7 separate regions of the Mus musculus genome follow, and regions 1, 3, 4, 5, 6 and 7 are each linked to region 2. A link is a contact called in public Hi-C, HiCAR-type, HiChIP or PLAC-seq, Micro-C and promoter capture Hi-C data. All regions are on one chromosome and are shown on one strand. Each heading gives the region's core, a stretch centred on a gene start, on an enhancer-like site or on the middle of the called end of the contact. The rest is flanking DNA. Distances are from core to core; before and after follow the strand shown. Region 1 has its middle 90 kb from the start of Gm34145. Region 2 holds the start of Mmp17 (matrix metallopeptidase 17). Region 3 has its middle 65 kb from the start of Gm34145. Region 4 holds the start of Crcp (calcitonin gene-related peptide-receptor component protein). Region 5 overlaps Adgrd1 (adhesion G protein-coupled receptor D1). Region 6 holds the start of Vkorc1l1 (vitamin K epoxide reductase complex, subunit 1-like 1). Region 7 overlaps Adgrd1 (adhesion G protein-coupled receptor D1).

Evidence for each region. Promoter capture Hi-C pulls out the DNA fragments that hold promoters and counts their contacts. A called contact is a pair of places that touch in the nucleus more often than the background predicts. HiCAR-type assays count read pairs that join an accessible place to other places. HiChIP or PLAC-seq counts read pairs in DNA pulled down with a chosen protein or histone mark.
Region 1: a contact with region 2 is called in an H3K4me3 HiChIP or PLAC-seq map of neural tube, with 4 times the contacts expected there. The contact joins the enhancer-like site here to the promoter of Mmp17 in region 2. A contact is called at or near these places in 8 of 39 promoter capture datasets (the C10 cell line, the HPC-7 cell line, the SN4741 cell line and 4 more), 3 of 484 Hi-C or Micro-C datasets (the N1E-115 cell line, cortical neurons and embryonic stem cells), 17 of 115 datasets of contacts at active chromatin or transcription factors (SST interneurons, craniofacial prominence, differentiating embryonic stem cells and 9 more) and 3 of 9 other capture datasets (embryonic stem cells, liver and pancreatic islet).
Region 3: a contact with region 2 is called in a HiCAR-type map of embryonic stem cells, with 4 times the contacts expected there. The contact joins the enhancer-like site here to the promoter of Mmp17 in region 2. A contact is called at or near these places in 1 of 39 promoter capture datasets (embryonic stem cells), 2 of 15 datasets of contacts at CTCF or cohesin (embryonic stem cells and stem cell-derived epiblast-like cells), 10 of 484 Hi-C or Micro-C datasets (the G1E-ER4 cell line, the N1E-115 cell line, brain and 5 more), 15 of 115 datasets of contacts at active chromatin or transcription factors (VIP interneurons, astrocytes, craniofacial prominence and 8 more) and 1 of 9 other capture datasets (embryonic stem cells).
Region 4: a promoter capture Hi-C map of pre-B cells shows a contact between it and region 2, with 3 times the contacts expected there. The contact joins the promoter of Crcp here to the promoter of Mmp17 in region 2. A contact is called at or near these places in 2 of 39 promoter capture datasets (cranial neural crest and pre-B cells).
Region 5: a contact with region 2 is called in a Hi-C map of cortical neurons. The contact joins the enhancer-like site here to the promoter of Mmp17 in region 2. A contact is called at or near these places in 5 of 39 promoter capture datasets (the HPC-7 cell line, HPC-7-derived erythroid cells, the SN4741 cell line and 3 more), 3 of 484 Hi-C or Micro-C datasets (cerebral cortex, cortical neurons and embryonic stem cells) and 10 of 115 datasets of contacts at active chromatin or transcription factors (astrocytes, craniofacial prominence, embryonic basal ganglia and 7 more).
Region 6: a Micro-C map of embryonic stem cells shows a contact between it and region 2, with 4 times the contacts expected there. The contact joins the promoter of Vkorc1l1 here to the promoter of Mmp17 in region 2. A contact is called at or near these places in 2 of 39 promoter capture datasets (neutrophils and pre-B cells) and 4 of 484 Hi-C or Micro-C datasets (CD4 T cells, CD8 T cells, embryonic stem cells and 1 more).
Region 7: a contact with region 2 is called in a Hi-C map of cerebral cortex, with 2.4 times the contacts expected there. The contact joins the enhancer-like site here to the promoter of Mmp17 in region 2. A contact is called at or near these places in 5 of 39 promoter capture datasets (the SN4741 cell line, cranial neural crest, embryonic stem cells and 1 more), 4 of 484 Hi-C or Micro-C datasets (DN2 thymocytes, cerebral cortex, cortical neurons and 1 more), 16 of 115 datasets of contacts at active chromatin or transcription factors (SST interneurons, craniofacial prominence, embryonic basal ganglia and 9 more) and 2 of 9 other capture datasets (liver and pancreatic islet).

Annotation. Positions count from the first base shown.
Region 1 is chr5:129,216,786-129,219,703 of GRCm38.p6, forward strand. No RefSeq gene overlaps it. Among named protein-coding and RNA genes, the nearest start is that of Gm34145, 90 kb to the right of the region's middle. Within about 2 kb of position 1,381, at least 26 of the 459 cell types and tissues checked have an H3K27ac peak or open chromatin away from gene starts, as enhancers often do. A contact at or near this core is called in the N1E-115 cell line and neural tube, where this site is marked.
Region 2 is chr5:129,582,580-129,585,693 of GRCm38.p6, forward strand. Mmp17 (matrix metallopeptidase 17) reads left to right here and starts at 1,590. Exons shown (of 10, transcript NM_011846.5): 1 at 1,590-1,869. The coding sequence starts at 1,714.
Region 3 is chr5:129,241,390-129,244,235 of GRCm38.p6, forward strand. No RefSeq gene overlaps it. Among named protein-coding and RNA genes, the nearest start is that of Gm34145, 65 kb to the right of the region's middle. Within about 2 kb of position 1,277, at least 8 of the 459 cell types and tissues checked have an H3K27ac peak or open chromatin away from gene starts, as enhancers often do. A contact at or near this core is called in embryonic stem cells, where this site is marked.
Region 4 is chr5:130,027,589-130,030,702 of GRCm38.p6, forward strand. It overlaps Crcp (calcitonin gene-related peptide-receptor component protein), which reads left to right and starts at 1,718. Exons shown (of 6, transcript NM_007761.2): 1 at 1,718-1,819. The coding sequence starts at 1,812. It overlaps Gm40334 (a long non-coding RNA gene), which reads right to left and starts at 520. Exons shown (of 3, transcript XR_868562.1): 1 at 50-520.
Region 5 is chr5:129,123,057-129,126,038 of GRCm38.p6, forward strand. All of the region lies in intron 5 of Adgrd1 (adhesion G protein-coupled receptor D1), which reads left to right. Among named protein-coding and RNA genes, the nearest start is that of Gm46923, 7.9 kb to the left of the region's middle. Within about 2 kb of position 1,260, at least 23 of the 459 cell types and tissues checked have an H3K27ac peak or open chromatin away from gene starts, as enhancers often do. A contact at or near this core is called in cerebral cortex and cortical neurons, where this site is marked.
Region 6 is chr5:129,940,320-129,943,373 of GRCm38.p6, forward strand. It overlaps Vkorc1l1 (vitamin K epoxide reductase complex, subunit 1-like 1), which reads left to right and starts at 1,790. Exons shown (of 3, transcript NM_027121.4): 1 at 1,790-2,046. The coding sequence starts at 1,853.
Region 7 is chr5:129,144,275-129,147,088 of GRCm38.p6, forward strand. The region is part of intron 13 of Adgrd1 (adhesion G protein-coupled receptor D1); the gene reads left to right. Among named protein-coding and RNA genes, the nearest start is that of Gm46923, 29 kb to the left of the region's middle. Within about 2 kb of position 1,462, at least 27 of the 459 cell types and tissues checked have an H3K27ac peak or open chromatin away from gene starts, as enhancers often do. A contact at or near this core is called in SST interneurons, cerebral cortex and pancreatic islet, where this site is marked.

The DNA.
Region 1 (2,918 bases), core at 131-2,630, 370 kb before region 2:
GAAAGCTGAGAGCTTTGGCCTAGAATTCCTATTCCTAATTTTCTTTGACATCGGGCCCTGTTCTCACTGGCCATCATTGAGAGATACAGAAGACCCCTATACACTTCGAAGGGGACCAGCTCCGTCAACGTCTGTCCACTGTACCCCAGAATCCCACATCTGAGGCACTCACTACATATAGACTCAAGTTCAGTGGTGAACCTCTGGAAGCTGTTAACCTTGGGAAGATTGAGCTTCTAGTAGGCTATGGTGGATGGAGAAGCACCCATGGGGTCATGGGACACCTTGTGTGGGGGAATGGAGTCAGGACAACCTCAGCTCCACTCCACTCCTGATGCTGTGGTTGGCAGAGTAACAGTCCCTTAGGTGTTCACTGGAATCCCCAGAACCTGAGCATGTCACCAGTCTGGGGAAAGATACTGTGGGACTGGATCCAAGAAGGAGCTTGGAGGACCCAGGGTGGGGCAGCATCAATCACCACATGACTCCATCTGGAAGGATAATTGCCAGGTAGACCGCCCCCAGTGAGCTAGAAGGAAGAAACAGCTTTGAGGACAGAGATGTAAGCTACAGGGAACACGGGACCCAGCAAGTTGGTAAAGCCTCAACTGGCAGCCATAGGGGAAGAGGGACCTCAGCGTTAAAGCCACAAGCACCCAATTCTCCTACACCCTGAGGGCTTCCCCTCAGATCTCCAGAGAGGCGAGCAACCCTGAGCTATGACCTATGTGTCCGATTTCTGACCCATAAAACAGGGAGAAACCTCTGAGCCGTGACGTGAGAGGTCATTTTTGAGGTCGGAGATGTGGGAGGCCGCGTTTCTGAACGCAGAGGAAAACTGCTCCGAGCTGGTAGCATTCATTGTCAGGGGCGGGGCTGACCTTGAGATTGACAAGAGTCAGGCAGGAGAAGGGCGTGTCCAGGAGGGACCAGCACAGCATTTTGCAGAGTCCTGACAGGCGCATCAGATGAGCAAGGGCCTCGTGAGGGAGTCGCCCCCCCACCAACCCCCTTGCAGGACCGATGCTGCCATTTGTAAACAAACTTGGTGGAGACCCAGCACAGAAAGCTCTTGGATCTGCTAGAGTGTTTTCGTTGCTAGAGTGTTTTTGGTTTTGGTTTTTTTTTTTTTTTCCCTGTTACGATTACCATGTTTTGTGCCTTTCCCATCCCGACTGTGAAAACCATACATCTGAAGATTGATTTTGTTAAGAAAACTGCTCTTTATGATCTGGGCTTTCACACATTCACAGGCGCTCCCGAGGGCCATTTATCCTCTCGCTGGCAGGGCTGAGCCACACACCATCACTTACAGAGCAGCGGGGAATTCCTCTTTGTCATCTCAGGTGCAGGAGTGAGTCCCAGAACATTGTCTGCATCCTGTGGGGAGAGGCACTGTCCTTTCTGGAGCCCATATGGATTTCATGATGACAGCCTGTGTCCAGGACAAGACTTAGCTGGGTGGAGCCTGGAACTTTGCTCCCCGCCCCCCCCCCCCCCCCCCCGTCCTCCCCCTCACCATTGGCTTCTATGACTGCACCAGGGCCAGACCTCTCTTGTGTGGAGTTTGAGCACAAGAACTGGGCTAAGTTCTGTGAATTAAACTCAGGTGGCAGAGATTCAGGGGAGGCAGAGGCAGTGAGATATGACAGGGTGACATCTGCTCCGCCAGAATCCCAGCTGGAGGCTAATTTGACTCCATCTAAAATATTTTGAATTCTATTTCCAGATAATTAATGCTTTCTCATCCGTGTGTCACATCTCAGCTGTGTCCCTTGGTGTCCAGCCTCACCACTGGCATCTCCTTTGCATCTCGGCGAGAAAGCCACAGTCCCCAACCCCATGTCTGGGAGGTGAAGCCACAGCAGCCGCCCTCCTGCCCCCCAGTGCCTGGGCCTTCCTAAGATAATAGTGAGCTGGGTTATAGGGGCAGGAGACAAAGGGGTAGTTCCTCCCATGGGGGAGGGGCAGGCCCAGCTGTAAGGGCGCTCTGAGGAACTGGAGTTCATTGCAGTAGCTACCCAGGCAAGGAGATGCTCTCCGTAACAGAGTGCAGTTTAACAAGGTTGAAAACAGAACGGAGGCTTTGGACTCCACGGTCCAGCTGGACCCGCTAGATTAGGATCACACTGCCAACACCCACAGACACAAGCCCATGTGGAGCACTGCCCAGGACAGACCTTTGTTTTTTGATTTGTTTCAAATGATTAACAACACAAGAGTTGACTGAAGCTAGTCACAGAGGGGAGGAAGAGAGCAGAGATAGACGAACACACTGAGCCATGCACTTTCAAGAGCTGTTAGAAAAAGAAGTCCTGAGGGAAAGACTTTTAGAATGAAATAAAGAAAAAAAAAAAAAGATACCAAACTTTCAGACCATGGGGGAAAGCAGCTCCGTCAGGGTAATATACTGCTGTGAGCATCAACGTTAAAAGAGAAAAGGGCAAATCTATGATCTGACTTCATACTCTAAAAATGAGCAAAATAAAAGCTAAAACTAGTGGGAGAAAGGGATTGGAGGGCACAGCAGAGATAAAACAAAACAAAACAAAACAAAAAATCAGCCAACTCAGCAAAACCAATACCCCCCCCACACACACACACCCACACACACACACACAAAGACAAAACCAAACAAAACAACCTTCCAAACAATTGGAGGCTGGACAGATGGCTTAGTGACTAAGTCTACACACTGCTCTTGAATAGGTTCTTAGCATGGGGGTTTGGGACCTCCCAAGAACATGTCACTCCAGCTCCAAGGGATCTGCTGCCCTCTTCTGGACTCCTTGAGTACCTGCACTCATATTCGCTCACACACAAGCACACAGATAATTTTTTTTGTTTTGTTTTGTTTTTCGAGACAGGGTTTCTCTGTATAGTCCCCTCCGCTCCCCCAAGGTGTTCTGTAGACCAGG
Region 2 (3,114 bases), core at 340-2,839:
GAAGCTGATCTCAGAGGGCCTACGAATGCAATACGTTTCTCTCTTCTTGTCTAACAGGAGAGCATCGATCTTCTCCCTAGGGACCGAACCGACCTTCCTTCTAATGCAGCATGAACTAATGTCATGCATTAATATTGTAAACCTGACGGGCTGTAGGATCTCCTAGGAAACAAGTCTCCCAGCACACCTGTGAGAGATTATCTAGATTAGGTTAGCCTCTGGACACGCCTCGAAGGGATTATCCAGATTAGGTTAATTGAGATAGGAAGACCCATTTTTAACTAACTGTGGGCAGTACTGTTCCACGGGTTGATAGGGAGTTTGTTCCACATAGCTAAACACCCGGGAGATGCTACTGTCTTGTGGCTGCGCACTCTCTGTCTCTAGGGCTTTCTCGTGTCAAGGTCCTAACCCCCGCCCTCCCACCCCCCAACCCACGGACCCATCTCAAGCTGGTGCAGAATCTAATCTTCTCCCCAAACCACCCAGACCCCCGAGAGCAACAGGGTATGGATAGACACCAGCTGGGAGTTGAGGGAGGGAACTTTGCCTTCAAAGCAGGGAGTCACCCACCCTCTCCTTTAGAGGCATCATCTAAACCTCAGTGTCCGCGTGCAAACAATAAATAGACTGTAATCCTAACGACACCGAGGGACTAGAGAAACCCGCGGGGAAGGGGCTGGAGACCCAGCCGCTGGGGCGGGGGCTTGGGGTGGGAGGGCGCTGGTTTTGAACTCTGTCCCTTGGCCCAGCCAGTTTCCACATTGTCACTCCACATTGTCTCCTACTTAGGTATTATTTTCTCTGGACCTCAGTTTCTTTGTGTACAAATTGGGAACTATGGTTTCCACTTCTTACGGGTTGCGAGAAAGAAAATTTCATCTGTAAAGTGCTGAGCGGGTGCCAGATCCCAGCTAATGTTTGCTATTCATAGCCTCCCGGCTCACGGAGATAGAACGGGTCCAGCCCGCCGGAAGCATGGGGGGTTCACTCCCCGCCCCTCAAAACAAAGTCTCTTTTTTCACACCTGATGCAGACCCTCAGCAGCAGAGGCTAGATGCTCCCTGGCGGACTAAGGGGAAAAGGTGCTCTGTGCCCAAGGCTCCATACAGGACTCAGGTGTGCTCTCGGCCTAGTCTCCCGTCCTAAGCCCCTACTCCCGCCCACGCTCACCCATCCCATCCCACCCCATGCCCCCGCTCCCTCCTACGCTCTCTTGTATCACACTAATCCCCTCCCCCACCTCCGATCTCTCAGAATCGGGGTGCTTACTCCCACTCGCCCCAAGACTCTGTGGCCCGCGGGCTCCCCCGTGTGCCCATCACGCGCGCTGCAGCGGTCTTTAGGTCCTAAGTGACCTGAAACTAAACCAAGGGTTCTAGCAGGCGACCAGGGGGCGCGTCCAGAGGACGGCAGAGAACTCTAGGACACTCGCAGCCCGATCCGCCGGCTCCCTGTCTGCAGCAGTGCTCCAGCCTTCGGGGTGGGCAAAGCTTCTGTGCCATTACCGGGTCCCGCCCGCGCGGGGGCCCCTTTAAGGGAGTGGGCGGGGCGATGTTTATTAGCATACATTAGCATGGCCCTGCCCCGGAGGCGGGCGGGCGCGCGGCTCAGTCCCGCGGAGCGGAGCGGTGCGGGCGCGGAGCCGAGCGAGGCGCGGAGCTGGCTGCTGGCGGGTGCGGGGACCCTCGCCACCCGACCTGGGAGAGCGGGATGGGACGCCGCCCGCGGGGACCTGGGTCCCCCCGGGGACCTGGCCCTCCACGCCCCGGGCCGGGGCTGCCACCACTGCTGCTTGTACTGGCGCTGGCGGCCCATGGGGGCTGCGCAGCGCCCGCGCCCCGCGCGGAGGACCTCAGCCTCGGGGTGGTGAGTGAACGACAGGGGCACGGGACCCTGGGCACTCGGGAGCCGAGTCCCCAGGCGCTCACGAGGTGCAAGGGAGAAGGGAGACTCGCCCTTGCTCCTTTCGGAGAGGTGCGCGAATCCCGGTGAGGCGGGGGTGTGGGGGGGAACCCATTTTTAAGACAGAGAAACTGAGGCTGGGGCTCGGGCTGCTCGAGGCTCACGCTTGCAGGTCTAGGAGGATGCCGGTCCCTTTCCCGCTCCGTGCAGTCGTGCGCCGCAGCCGCGGGCGCCCCGGGGAGGTGGTCGCCCAGCCGGAGCCTGGTCTCTGGTTAAAAGCAGCTCCACAGAGACCTCTGGCGGGGTGACCGGTGTCACAGACGCCCGGAGCGGTGCGCCCCGCGAGCTTCGCGGCCGGAGTGGGAGGTCAGGGGCGCGCACCCCAGGCCGGGGACGCGCCTGTGGGCGTCCGGAAAACCTGGGGTTCCCGAGTTTGCCCCGCTGACGATGTTAGAAGAGCCTCCCGCACGGCGAGCGTGCCGCGACCCCGTCTCCCTCCTCCACCGGAGCGATCGGCCTTGTCCCGCCGGTGCGGGTGACAACCTCTGCTGTGTCAAGCCCGCTGCCGTCCCCATCCCGCCAACTCCCACTGCCAGAGCTTAGCTAGGCACTCCAGCTTGGGGACCCGGGTACCGGCTTCTTCCCACCTCTTGCCCACCCTCCTGACTGAAGTCGGGTTTGGAAACCCGCAGGAGACCCGGAAGGTTTCGATCAGACTTTATGGCTCCGCAGGCCCGCGAAGCCCTCTGCAAAGGCGCGCGCGGTGACTAGAGCCCGCTTTCGAGGAGGAGGAGGAGGCCCCGGCCTGGGTTCCTTAGATCTGGAGACCCGGCCAGGCGCGGCTTCCTGATTGGCACAAGCCAGCCAATATCCTAATGGGGTCCTGGCAGAGTCCGCTTTCCACGGGCGGTTGGCAACGAGGACTCCTACACCTCAGGTCTAGGCAAGGTGTCATGGAGATTTCCTGCTGGAGGAGACACTGGGGCGGGAGCAACCTCCAGTTTGGCAACATTTGCCCCTGGATCTGAGAGGGGCAGACTCTGCCACCCCCCAGGCATCTGAGGTGGCAGCGACCCATGCTTTCTCTGCCCACTTGCAGATGTCTGAGGGTCCCCTGAGGTGGCTTCTTCCCACTCCAGTGGCCTCTAAAATAGGGGTTCCTCACGTTCCTGATCCTAGGCTTTCATAGCTGGCTCCCCGATGCCATGA
Region 3 (2,846 bases), core at 27-2,526, 340 kb before region 2:
AAGCAAGTTGAGGAGGAAAGGGTTTATTCGGCTTAGACTTCCATACTGCTGTTCATCACCAAAGGAAGTCAGGACTGGAACTCAAGCAGGTCAGGAAGCAGGAGCTGATGCAGAGGCCATGGAGGGATGTTCTTTACTGGCTTGCTTCCCCTGGCTTGCTCAAGCCTGCTCTCTTATAGAACTCAAGACTACCAGCCCAGAGATGGTCCCACCCACAAGGGGCCTTTCCCCCTTGATCACTAACTGAGAAAATGCCTTACAGCTGGATCTCATGGAGGCATTTCCCCAACTGAAGCTCCTTTCTCTGTGATAACTCCAGCTGTGTCAAGTTGACACAAAACTAGCCAGTACAGATACTATACTGTCTCAGATGCCTCCTGCCAGTGACAGGCACCTTGGTGCTAGCCTCTAGCTCTGTGACCTAGGTGAGGCCTACCACTTCTCCAGGCCTCTGTTTCCCCTTCTGTAGGATGAAGAAATTGGCCTGATTTCAAATCTCCAGTCCCGGCGTCCCCCGCACCTTCCGTGCTCCCAGCATGGCCTCCTCGATATTTCTCTTTTAAACCTCACTTCTGTTCCAGCTAAACTTTTCATTAGCATGACGGGAAACCGCTCTTGGCTGGAAGCAGAGGAAGCCCCAGCAGGATGTGGATAAGGTGGCTTTGCCACCGTTATTCGGAAGTGTTTATGAGGTGACAAGCCTGAAGACGGCTCAGGGTGAAACTTCAGCACCCTGAGGCACATGAAGCCCAGGCAGCCCCCTGCAGCTCCGATAAGCTGGGAGCATAGGGCCAGGTTCTCACTCTGCCAGGCTTCTGTTGGCCTCTGGAGGTTGGATCTCTCAGGAGGCTCCTGGAGATGCAGATCTTGTGATGTCACCTAGCAGTGACCTCGAACCTCAGTATCTTCCACTGACCACGTGCCACTCACAGCCTACTGAGCTGCCCACATTTCCTGGAGCCTTTGCTTCTGTGTTCTAAGCCCCAAAGGACAATTCTTGGCTCCCTTTCCCAGGAATTAGCAAATCAAAGGGTATGCTTCACAGGGTCTTTAATTCCCTCTTCCTTGGAGGCCAAGGAGATGCAGGAAGGAGTGCCCGGTAGAGCTTCATTTAAAACCTCAAGGTCAAGCTCACAGAGACCCTGCCCATGGTGCTGGTTGCTACAGTTTCAAGGGCAAAAAGCCCAGGTCTCACATCAGAGCTTGCTTTAAACAGTCTGGGAGTCAGGGCTGCCTTGCTATTCCTGTGAAAGATGTAACCTTGATTCCTCCTCTAGTAATAAAATGTTCCCAGGACCTCAATGGCGGCTGAAAACAACCGGGGCAGATGCTTAAAACTCCCCCCCCCCAACCAACTGGGGAGGTGACTCAGCTTGTAAAGAGCTTGCCTTGCATGTGAAGGGCCTGAGTTTGGTCCTCAGGGCCCATGTAAAATGCCAGCTGCATGAGGCATGTGTACTTGCTCTCCTGACACAGAAGAGGTGGAGAAATGTAGGTTCCTAGGCTGTGGAGCCATTGAGCCTAGCCTACTTGATGACTCCAGGGTCTCAATGAGAGACCCTGCCTCAAACAAACAATGCAAACTACACCAGAGGAATGGCAGCTCAGGTGTTGTCTGGCATCTCCTTGTACATGGACATACATGTACACATGAACCTGTATGTACACACACACACACACACACACACACATATGCATCTTACACACAAACGCTTCCAGGATCTTCCAGTTCACCCCCAGAAACCTGCTAACCTGCTGGTCTAGCCATGGCTAAGGAAGTGAACTGGATCATAGCCACATTGAAAGAAGCCTTGGTCACAGAAGATGAAGAATCCCAGAATTGTAGATTCCAAAGCAGTTTTGCATGTGAGACAATAAGCAAGAGCAGGTGACACTCCAGGCACAGTCTGGGAGTGTCAAACATCAGCCCTCCAGGGGACTCATTAATGAAAGGGGGACTTAGCACAAGTATTTCGTGCCACAAAGAACCGCCCCAGGCCGGGAGGGACCTCCCCCCACCTCTCACCTGCATCACTTTCATTGTGGCCTGTTGTGGATGCCACACGATTTTGCCTGCCTGGCATCTTGTTCCAAGTCTTGAACTAAAATCCTGATATTGCTTTGGGCAGCTCCGCTGTCCCCATCCAATCACCCGCTGCCACCCCTCTGCCTTGTCCTCGGGGCTGCATAGCCATAGCCTCCCCCTCAAAGGAAAAGTGGGACACGGAGAGATTTGGAGCAGGCGCTTCTGAGATCTGAGCAGCCTGCCCAGGTAAACAGGCATGTTGGGCCAATTGAGAACAGATCAAGTAAATTAAGTAGACCCAGTCCCCAGCATGTAAACTTCCCCAGGAGGGTGATGTCACTATCCCTCGGGGGTGCTTCTTCTCCCCTTAGCTATAAAGAGAACATCTTGAGGGCCCCTCCTGGTTTCTGTCACCAGCTCAGAGCTGCAATTGCTTGCCAAGGGCTCTTTTCACCTGAGCCAGATGCTCTCTCTGAGCGCTGCAGAAACCTCTTTCTCTTAATAAAACGTCTCAATTGCTATGTCCAACCGTATGTCTCTGGTGCAATTCTTTGTCGGGGGACACAATCACCTGGAAGCTTGAGCAGATGCCCGGGGAGTCAAATAGACATCTATCACCATACCCAGCTGCAATCCCTTTTATCTACCTTGCTCAGAGTTTCTGACCTGGCCCCTTAAATTAACCCTTGAGTTCACCTTAATCCCATTGTTTGTTCTCACTTAACAACATGGTCCCACACTCCGGTGTGCATGACCCTGTACACAGGACATGAATGACTTCCTGGATACTTCTTACACTCCTGCAGGGACTTTGCATCTT
Region 4 (3,114 bases), core at 468-2,967, 450 kb after region 2:
CTCAAAACAAACAAACTCAAACAAAAACCAGATAGTTCAGGACACTCACTGATGTATCAACCAGGTTGAGCTCACTGCCCAGGTGTCTAGGTGGATGCCATTTGAACATGGGTGCCAGCCAACTCCCCTACTTGCATTCATCTCTGAACCAATTTATGGCGGTGCTCTCCGAGGCACTAGCCTGTCTTCCACGAGTCTATCTCTGAAGCCTTGGTTTTGAACGATCCTCTTTCAATGCACCTCAAACACTCTTGGCTTTGGGACGCCTCTTTGTCCTTGTTAGTCATTCCCCTGACTGTGCTGGAGTCTAAACACAGTGTGTTATTTATGCCCTGAACTGGTCCTCCAACTGGGCTGTCAGCTAGCTTGGAGAGTGTGTATTATTCACATCTGAATCACCAGCACCCAGTGGGCAATCACGGTAAGACTGTTGAGCGAGTAACACCATGAACACCATTGTGGGACCCATTCTCCTCAAGACAGGTACAGGGCACCATTCAGTCTTACGTTATGATGACATTTTATTTACTTGATAATTTTTTAATTTAATTTTTTCTTATTTTCAAATACCATCATTCTTGGATGTACCTGTTGAACACACACACACACACACACACACACACACATGTGTTGGTTTTTATGAGACAGAGTTTTCTTTTCTTTTTGTTTTTTTGAGACAGGGTTTCTCTGTGTAGCCCTGGCTGTCCTGGAACTCACTCTGTAGACCAGGCTGCCTTGAACTAAGAACTCAGAAATCTGTCTGTCTCTGCCTCCAAAGTGCTGGGATTAAAGGCATGTGCCACCATACCAGCCAGACACCCTCTATTTCTAATACATTATCCCCTGCAAACCATTTTAACACTCACACCAATCTCAGCACTGGGAGGCAGAGGCAGGCAGATCTCTGAGTCTGAAAGGCTACTTAATGAAAATCTGTCTCTCCCCCCCAACTCCCAATTTTTAACGGTTGTATGGGAAACGGGATCTCTACATAGCCTACGTTGACTAGAATTCACCATGTTGCCCAAGCTGTCCTCAAACTCAAGGCATTCCACCTGCCTCAGCTTCCTACGTGCTTAAACCATTCCCCCAGTTCTATTTCTGTCTGTTGAGACTGGGTTTCTCTTTTCTCTGCCTCCTTCTTTCCCCCTTGTTGGAATTAGAGGCTTGTGCTACCTTGCCTGGCTTATGTTTTTTGTTTTGTTTCATTTTGTTTGGTTTTTTTTTTTTTTTTTTTTTTGGTTTTGTTTTCTGTTTTTTTGAGACAGGGTTTCTCTATGTAGCCCTGGTTGTCCTGGAACTCACTTTGTAGACCAGGCTGGCCTCGAACTCAGAAATCCGCCTGCCTCTGCCTCCCAAGTGCTGGGATTAAAGGCGTGCGCCACCACTGGCCGGCATGTGTTTTTTGTTTTTAACAAAAACAAAAACACAAAGTCTCAAATAGCCCCCATGGCTTGAAAGTCATTATGTAGCTCAGGCTGGCCAGAAACTCCTAACACTTCTCCTGCCTCAGCCTCTCTACTGCTGGGTTTACAGGTATGAGCCAGTATGACCGGTTTAGGGATTTTAATGCGGCCAAGGCAAATCCTAACAAAACCTGCACTACGAAAACGCTCGACAGTCTGAAATTAGACCAGGATAGGGACACCTAGAATTAAGGAAGAACCGGGCGTGCCCCGCAGCGATCCCGGCATGCACCCCGGCGGTCCCAGCGTGCCTTGCGGCACACACACGGAACCGGTGAGCAGAGCAGCGCCGGCGCAACGTGAGACTCTTCTCACGGCGGTTGCGTACGCTGAGGCAGAGGCAACATGGAAGTGTAAGCGACACGACCAGGGGAAGCCAGGATCATCTGGGGACCGCGAAGCGGCCGGCGGCTAGACCTCGGGACCCGCGAGCAGGACGGGTGGGCGGGGTGCACGGGCCGGAAGTGCCTGGAAGTGGGGCGGCAGGGGAGGGACCCTGCTGCTTGGGAACTCGCTCGCCTCCCACATCTTTTGGGGAGGGGAATGTTGAAAGGATAGAGAGGTTTCCTTTTTTTCTTTCTTTTGGTTCTGGGAATGGATCCCAAGACCGTGCACGCGGTCTGGAAGTAGTGCGACCCAGAGATAACGTCCCAGTCATTATCATTACTATCTTGGGATGTGGACTTTGCATACGCTAGGGAAACACTCTACTACTGACTGAGTCATATTCCCAGCCAGCATCATCACCATCATCGTTTTGTGATGGTGGAAATGGTACCCAGGACTTTGCTGGGCAAAGGCTTTGCCACCGACCTGCATCGCCAGCCATTATCGCTATTGTTATTTTGGAAATTTGAGGAAGGTACCCAGGGTTGTGATCGTACTGGGTGTGCTAGTTTTCTTTCGGTTGCTGTGACAAACACCATGACCAAAGCAATTTAGGAATAGAAAGGTTTTTATTACATCTTACACTTCCAGGACACAGTCCATCATTGAGGGAAGTCAGGGCAGGAACTCGAGGCAGGAAACCGAAGCTTCAGAAACAGTTCAAGAACTCTGATGGCTGGTTTACTCTCTGGCATTTTCTAATTTTTGTTTGTTTGTTTGTTTGTTTGTTTTTTTGAGACAGGGTTTCTCTGTGTAGCCCTGGCTGTCCTGGAACTCACTTTGTAAACCAGGTTGGCCTCAAACTCAGAAATTCGTCTGCCTCTGCCTCCCAAGTGCTGGGATTAAAAGCCTGTGCCACCACCAGTTGGCCAGGTTGTACCCTCCTGCATCATTTAATAATCAAGACGATCCCTCATGGACATGCCCATAGACCAGCCTGATAAAAGGCAGTTTGTCATTGAAGCTTCGTCTCCTTTTGATGATTCCAAGCTGTTTCAAGTTGACAGTTAAGACCAACCAGAAAACCAGGCCAAGTTTCCCCCCCACTCCCTCCAGACAAGGTTTTTCGGTAGAGCTCTGGCTGTCCTGGACCACGCTTTTTAGACCAGGCTGGCCTTGAACTCAGATATCCATCTGCCTCTGCCTCCTGAGTGCTGGGACTAAAGGTGTGCGCCACTACCGCCTGGCAACTAGGCAGATTTCTGAACAGTACCCCCAGCTGTTGTTGGGATATACTCTTCTTCCTTCTCCTCATCATTAT
Region 5 (2,982 bases), core at 10-2,509, 460 kb before region 2:
AGAGTAAGTGGAGAAGCTCTGTGGTATGCTATTAGCTGAGCTGGACACTGGACATCTGAACCAAGGGGGCACTGGGGAAAGTGCAAGGTATCAGAGGAAGAAGGTGACCAGGTCCACAGAGGGGTTTCATGTGGCATGCAGAGAGGACCTGGACAGAAACTAGCCAGGGCATAGGCCAGGATCCTTCATACTAAGACTCTAGGACAGGGGTTCTCAACTTATGGGTCGAGACACACACATCCCCACTGGGGTCACATACCAGATATCTACATTACAATCCATAACTGTTGTGTTAGAAACGTGGCTTGCAGGCGGGTGAGATGGCTTAGCGGTTAAGAGCACTGACTTCTCTTCCAGAGATTCTGAGTTCAAATTCCAGCAAACATATGGTGGCTCACAACCACCTATAATGAGGTCAGATGCCCTCCTCTGGTGTGTCTGAAGACAGCTACAGTGTACTTACATATAATAAATAAATAAATCTTTGAAAAAAAAAAAAAGAAACGCAGCTTGCTTCTGGAAAGACCATGCCAGGCCAGTACAGTTCCAAGTGAGAGAGGTTTATTGTGGGGGGAAGGGGCAAAAGGAGGGCGACAGAGATGAAGGGGGAAAAGAGTGAAGGCCAAGATGCCTTTTATTTAGACTGTGATGTAGTCACTTGCAGGTAGAGGTGGGAGATGAACCAGGTGGACTCTGGGACTCTGTTGCCATGACAACAGATGAGCAGGTCCCTGACGCAAATGGGTGACATCACGGTCATCGCTGCATTCAGAGATGACTCGAGACCGTAAAGGCAGATCCTGACTGTAAAGCCAGTTCTTGATGCCAACAATAACAGTAGCAAAATTACAGTTATGAAGTAACAATGAAAATGATTTTATGGAGGGGGTATTAAAGGGTTGCAGCATTGATTAAGGTTGAGAACAATGTCTTTGAAGTAGCTCGGGTCCTTTTATGGCCCATTTGAAGGAGGTGGCACAGCCTGTTAAGACGTCAGGCCAGGTGCTAACTCTGTACTTTGGAGCTTTATAGACCCTGTATCGGTATCATATTCAACCACTTTTGTTCCATTTCTTCATTTGTAACACAAGAAGGGTAACAGTTACTATTTTGCTGGGAGACAGACGCCTGATGGATCAAAGGAGTCTTCAACAATGAGCTGCAGAATCCTGGGAGACTTGGGTTTGCTCTGTGGGTGCTTCAGCTGAGCTCATAGCTCCTCCTCTGCAAGGTGGGGAAATGCAGCTAGGGAAGATATCAAATTTCTGGATTCTCTCCCACTCCCAAGGCTGGAAACACTTTTGCCTTCGTACTTATGGAGGCTCCATCTGAATTTCAGCGATGGCTCTCAGTGAGGACCGCTTGAGGTCAAGGTTTCCTAGGTAACAGCTCATCCCCCTACCCCCACCCCCATGGGCCTTGGGCCCGTGGCAAGCACCAGGCATCTAGCAGGTTCTTTGAAACGAACACGTGCTGTTTTCCAAGCCAGGGATGCAGAGAGAGACTTGTAAACATCCTCTCCTCATCTGCTCCTCATTTGTTCACTGAAGGGCTTTGTTATTCTCACTTTCAAAGTCAAGCACAATAACGCTTTGGCCCTGCTTAGGATCCAAGTGTTCTTCAGAGCATCAAAATTACTAAAATTACACAATCCCCAGCAGGAAGCTCTGACGTAATCACTGGCAGTCCACAGTGACCCATGGGCAGGGGCACTGTGTGTCCTTCAGAGGGGGGCTGCCCCGTGTCATCTTTGCCAACCCCAGGAGGATGTCTTACACCAAGGCTTATAAAATAGAGGAGGTCCTTTGGAGGCCAGTCTTCCTATTGATGAGAAGGGGGACTCAGAGTCTTCCTAAGGAAGTTTCTGATGGAGCCAGGAGGCTGGCTATTAGTCATTGTGCCACCCCATGTTGGTTAACGTCATATATGCTATGTCAAGCCAGGCCTTTGGATAGTTTGGTGGCTCCTGCCCTGTGAGTTTTTAGATTTTCAATGACCTTCTGAGTGAGTTGCGATTTTATGTCAAAAGTCAGATCTTCCAAGTTCCCATTGGAAACAAAAGAGAATGGCAGCCCCAGCGTCATCTTTTAGTGGCAGGAGGGGGAAGGGGAGCTGCCGCCTAGGCGGAGCACCCACCTTCCTATGCAGCCTAGTCAGCACGGTGGCCTGCCCTCAGTAAAACTAGGTTCCCACGCTGCCTCTTCATTGGCTCTGCAGACCAGGTGCATGGACGCTAGTCTGGCATGACTGTGCTGTTGCCCTGGGCAGCCTCCTTGTTTTAAAGCATTAAAAACCCATAGTGGGGGCTGGCGAGATGGCTCAGTGGTTAAGAGCACCGACTGCTCTTCCAAAGGTCCCGAGTTCAAATCCCAGCAACCACATGGTGGCTCACAACCATCCATAATGAAATCTGACGTCCTCTTCTGGAGTGTCTGAAGACAGCTACAGTGTACTTACATGTAATAAATAAATAAATGTTAAAAAAAAAAAACCCATAGTGAAGTTGAGTCCAAGGAACAGAGGGCTGCCAGGGGCCTCCCACCTCTGCGCATGACCAACCTCCCCGCAGCAGCATCCCAGCCCTGCACTGTGATTGAGTATTGAACCACACTGATGCATGACCAACCTCACCCCTGCAGCACCCACCCCTGCACTATGTAATGGGCCACACTGATGCATGGCCAACCTCACCCCTGCAGCACCCACCCCTGGACTATGTAATGGGCCACACTGATGCATGGCCAACCTCACCCCTGCAGCACCCACCCCTGCACTATGTAATGGGCCACACTGATGCATGGCCAACCTCACCCCTGTAGCAGCCATCCCTGCACTATGCTTCAGAGATGTGCCACCCTAATGTGTGCTTGTTTGGGGAGTGGATATCAGGGTCCATTTCTGATGTTATACATTTTGTCTATTGGGGGGGAGGAGTCTGTTTTGAGCTTTGACCTTTTACCTATCTTTAAGTGGGGTATTCAT
Region 6 (3,054 bases), core at 540-3,039, 360 kb after region 2:
CCCCATCTCTTCCCTCTCTCTCCTTTTTTGGAGGTTTAACCTAGAGCTTTACATGTATTAGTCAAGTATTCTACTGTTGAGCTAAAACTTGTTTTCTTCAACCCCTTACTTTGGGTGGGTGGGATGGAAGCCAGCTGTGTTTTCTGGAGGTGTAAATTGGAGCTGTTGTTACTGCCCAGGGAGGACCTGCAGCCTTCTCACTGCCATAGGAGAGAACCTGAAAGAGGACTCTCAGGGTTTGAGATGACTACAGCCATGCCTCACATCTTAATTTGATCCAAGGTAGAGAGGAAGAGAAAGAGAGAGGGAAAGGTGGAGAGACTGAGCCGGAAGATTCCTGACGCAGAGAAAATGAAAAAAAAAAAACCCCAAACAAAACAAACAGACACCCAGTTTATTAGCTTGCTTAAAGCTGCAAAAAATTGGGGTGATTTGTTATCCAACATTGTATAATTAATTGAAGAACATTACTTATTAATCAAAATCACTAGGTGATGCCCCCAAAGCCTAAGAGCTGCATTGAAGCAAAAGCTAGCAATCTCCATCAACAGCTTGTTTCTTTGTAGACACAGATATCCTTACATGGGTTTTCCTGTCCAGTTTTGACAGCAAGGAAGCTCAGAATCAGTTATGGCTCAATTTTAACAATTTTGCAAGCCTCTATGACCTCCTCACGTTTCGTTTTCTTCTGATTTCCCTTTTTCCAAGTTTTTGAGCTTTTTTTTTAAAGTTCATTTTTATCCTTTTAGTATGGATTATGTTAAAGCCACATCAAATCCAAATTATAGAGAAGTATTCATGAACCCATTTAAAAATAGGTTTTTTTAAATGTAAAAATAGTTTTGCGCATTTAAGAAAAAAGTTTCTCACATGTTGAACACAAGACGCCTGGAGGTGGTGCCTGGGGAAGATCATGTCACACAAACGTGTCTCTGGAGCTCTGGAGCCATTGGTCAGGGACAATTTGGATTGGATAAGAAATATCAAGTGATAACGACGGAAATGTGTGTGTGTGCAGAAAGGCAACTGATTGCTACCAGGAGCCAAGGGCTTGCCCAGTCAAGCATTGTAGTAGTATCTTTGAAATCGATCCCTTGTAACAGACCCTAAGATTAAGCCAAACCACCTCTCGCCTCACCCCTTTCCTAGGCCACACCCCTCATCCTTCCTGGTCACGCCCCTGCCCCATCCAGCACACCAGAGTTTTTGCGCTCCGCCCCTTCCCTTCGCTCCCGCCCCACCTTGTTCCGCCTCCCTTCTGACCGCGCCCTCCAGTGTAACGAACCCCATTTCTCAGCACCACCCTTCACTTGCGCCACGCAACCCTGGCTGCTTACAACCTCCGCCTCTTCCCCGCCCGCGCGCGGTTTTCCCACCCGCCCCTTTAAAATCAAACCACGCCCACCGTCAGCCACGCCCTCCGCATGCGCCGCACCACCTCCCCGCTGTTGCGCGCTCCGCCTCCTCCCTCCACACTTATGAGCGGCTTTCTCGCTCCGCCCCAATTCTGGTCAAGCTCCGCCCCTCCTCAAGCCCTTCCCTCTTTCAGACCCCGCCCTCCGCATGCGCCGCACCGCCTCCCTGGCGGTTGCGCGCTCCGCCCCTCCCTCTGTGTCCGCGCGCGCCTTCCCCGCCCAGTCCGCCTCACTCCTCTCGGGGCGGTTGGGCCGCGCGCCTGTGGGGGCGGGGCCCGGAGGAGGCGACCGAGCCAATGGGGCGCGGCGGTGGTGGCGGCGGCGGCGGCGGCGGCGGAGGCGGTGGCGGCAGCGGCGGCGGCTGGGTCGGGCCCCGACGGGCGGCGGCGTCTGAGGTGGAGGCGGAGGGAGGCGGCGGCGGCGGCGGAGGGGGGAAGATGGCGGCGCCCGTCCTGCTGAGAGTGTCGGTGCCGCGTTGGGAACGGGTGGCCCGGTATGCAGTGTGCGCCGCCGGGATCCTGCTCTCCATCTACGCCTACCACGTGGAGCGGGAGAAGGAGAGGGACCCGGAGCACCGGGCCCTCTGCGACCTGGGGCCCTGGGTGAAGTGCTCCGCCGCCCTGGCCTCCAGGTAGCCCGGCTTGAGTGAGGGGAGCGCGACGCGGGCGGCGGCGGGGGGCGGGGAGCGCGCGGGGAGCTCCGGCCTGAGAGAGCGGGGCCCGGGCCGCGACCCGGACGGCGGTGACCGGGGGGCGGCGGCTGAGGGCAGGCCTCCGGGATGAGGTGGCACAGTGCAGCCGGGAGGGCGCGGGCGCGTCCTGGCCGGTGTGACTTTTCTCCCTGTTGTCGCCGAGAGAGGCGTGTGAAGACCCCCGATGCAGAGATCGGCGAAGCCAGCATTCATCCCCGGGGTCTTGGGACCTCTGCTACCCCGGGGCTATATGTCCGGTGGCTTTTATCACTATCCTCTGGGTTGTTCGGGACAGGTGTTTTCGGTGCTCAGGCCTCTTTGTACTCAGAGTTAAGGAGAATTGGCAGCCTTCTGGAGGCGACAGTGACATTTGCGGGTAGACACGCATTTGACCCTACTCTGGAAGAGGAAGGTACCAGCACTTAACCCTATCTGATTTCTTGGATTTTTCTCCCTTGTGTATTTCACGAAGTGTGCCCAGCAGGGGGAAAATGGCCAGAGTTCGGGTCTACTTTAAGTTTAGAGTAAACGATGAGTACCTTGTGTATAGTGATATTTTAGGTACTACGATGACTGTTATTTTATGAAAGGATCTGAGTTGTGACCCACACTGGCCTGAAACTCATCGGACTATAACCTCTACAGCTATTCCCCTGCCTCAGTCTTTTGAGTAGGGAAATACAAGCATGCACCACCGTGGGTGACTTAGAATGACTTTTACATGTTGCTGATTAGTATTAGCGGAATAATCCGCAAGAGATTAGATTTACGAAACTTTGCTAAGCAGGTTTATTTAAACAATTTTTTGTTTCTTGAAAATACCATCGATTTTTTTTCCTGTTAACATTTTATGTAGTGTGCTAGCTTTTTTTCTTAGAAAAAAGTATTTTACACTTTTAAAAAAGGCTTTTTAAAAAACTGATAGCAGTCATCAAAACCAGCAAAAGT
Region 7 (2,814 bases), core at 212-2,711, 440 kb before region 2:
ACCAATGGTCTGACATTGAGTGAAGACGTTTCTACCTCCTCCCCCAATTCCCTGCCAACCATGTGGCTCTTCTAGGCGACTGCAGCCCTTATGGGTATGCCCCTGGCTTGTGGCAATATTTTATTTGGAGTAGAGGGACAGCTGTCCCAGGGTCACTTAGCAGGCATGGCAGGGTAAGCAAGATGCAGAGCTGAGCTCTGTCATGCGTTGCTTAGGAGCCCAAGAGTGTCGCCTCTGGTTTTGGAAGGATGAGCTATTTGTCGCGATATACTCATTCACACTGAGGTTCTGTCATCTTTATGTAGCTCTGCCTGTAGGGAAGTGCCGTCCTGCGTCTGCTTCTCCCTTTCAGGGTAGCCAGCCCACTGTGCACCAGGCTGGGCTGGAGGGAGAGAAGCTGAGCCAGGCCCGGTGTGCACCGGCAGGATCTTGGTTGGCAGTAAGTGCACAGGTTGTGAACACACCCAGGAACAGCTTTGGAGAACTGGTTCCATTTATTGGGGGGGGGGGACACAAAGGCTGTTTAAACCTTTGAGGGGGTCAGTAGGGGCTATCTGGGTAAATGTATCATTGATGGGGTCCAAGGTGCTGGGGATGCCTCATTTGTATGAGGATAAACTCCAGGAGCTGCTGGACATGACCTTATAAAGAGACAGGAAGTTTAACCTGGCTAATAGCTACATGACCTCCTCTGGTGAGGGACAGAGGACAGGGACCAGGACATGAAGGCCCCAGGGCAGGGTTTCGAATGATCCTATTCCTTTCCATCTCAGGATGAGATTTCTGGGGTTTGGTCACGCTTTGACCCCACTCTTGCTCCAGGCTTGGTCCTCCCAGGCCCACAGCTCCCTGGACCCATAGGTGAGAATGGCAGATTATGGGCTCTGATGGGCTGTTGTTCCTACGATGCTCATGTGGTCGTGTGCATGCTCACTTCTTCCTGTGCATCTCTCAAAGGCTTGTAGCTGGCACCTAGCATCTCAGGAGTGCTGCTGAGCACACAGCAGAGGGTCCCCAAGGCCTTGGGAACCTCAGTGTTCCGGGTGAAGCTCCTGGAGAGGGAACTCAAGGATGATAGCAGAGATCAGGAAGCCGGAAGGAGGCATATTGGAAACCACAGTCAGGGCCACCTTCTGGAGGCAGGAAAAGGTGGAACAGGAAGGGGGGACAAGAGCCATGGAGGGCAGAGGGCAGGCAAGCTGGCCCAGAACCAGGGTTTTATGGCATCCATACACCCAGGAGAGCACACCTGTTTGTGCAGATGTGTTGATGTGTACACGCGGGCCTGCATACGCTCAGGCTGGCCGGAACAAAGAAATCCAAGGTGTTAGGCACAAGTTTGTTTCCACACTCTTCCAAGGGAGGCATTCCTGCTTTTCTCCCTCTTGTTTGCCTTGAAAGTGTCTCCAGGCTGTTGCCGGAAACCCTGGCTTTGCCAGCTGCACAGCAGTGCTGCTTGGTCCCACCCCCTAACCTGGTTTACAGGGCTCCCAGTATTACGCAATCTCCTCATAGCACAGAAGCTGGTCCTCTGGAGAGTTCACATCTACCTACAAAGAGATTCCTTGCTCTCCTTGCTTCTAACAGACCTTTCCTCTTGCCTTTCCCCTCTGGTGTCCCCTGGCCATGCCATGGGGGTGTGGAGGGAGGGAGGGAGGAGGGGCAGGAGAAGTCTCTTGGGTTGTTGTCATGGTGGGTGACAGTGACAGATTCCAGCCCCTCACTCCACTCCATCTCTTTTGGAGTCATGTGTTTGTGTGTTTGTGTGTGTGTGTGTGTGTGTGTGTGTGTGTGTGACTCGCTTCTGGAGATGGAGTTTTTATAAGTAGTCCAGGACAGACTAACACAGAGCCTTAAAGAATGATTATCCCACTATGGTCTTATGGGACTCCTCAGCAGCAGTCAAACAGAGTTCACCACCCAGATGTGCGCTCTGCCCAGCATACCCTGACTGGAATGTAGGTGCAGGAAATGGATGGAGAGGGCTGGAATGATCACGGGGAGGCAGCAGGAGGGCAGGATGCCCGCCTGCCTGCACATGCGTGCGCCGACTGGTCCGGTTGGAAAGGAGATGACGGCTTATGGGAGTAGGGAGACTCAGACAACCAAGGCCTCCAAAGAGCAGGTGAAGCACTGAGAACTGACCTGAATGGGACTGTCTGTTCTGGGATCGATCGATCGTATGTGCTTCCCTCTCAAAGGCAGGAGAAGACTGGTCTGTCTCGAGTGCTGAGTCTACTTAAGAAGGTAGTGGTGGGGGTCAGCGAGGCACCTCAGGGGATAGGGGCATCTGCCACCAGATCCAACAATCTGAATTTTATGCCGGGGACTCACATGGTAGAAGGACAGAGCTGGCTCCTACAAGTTATCCTTTAATCTATGCCTGTGTGTGCACATGCAAACACACACACACGTACCTATGCACACACACACGTGCACACACATATGCACACATACACAGTGCGCACACACATACACACATGTGCACACTCATGTACAAATAATGCTCACATACGTTCACGTGTGCACACACACACGCACACACACACATACTCACACACATACATAGGCACTCACACACACTTGCATACACGCACACACATGTACAAATAATGAATACACACATACTCATGCACCCATGCATGTGCACGCACACACACATAAATAAAAATGTAATTTTAAAAAATGAAGCCAATGGTGGACCCCTGGCTTTGCCCTCCCCATCCCCTAGCTCCCTATCTTGTCTGGAGGCTTGCAGGCTACCATTAGGGAAGCCAGCCTGAGAGGAAGAGATGACCTTCCATTGCGGTGGGA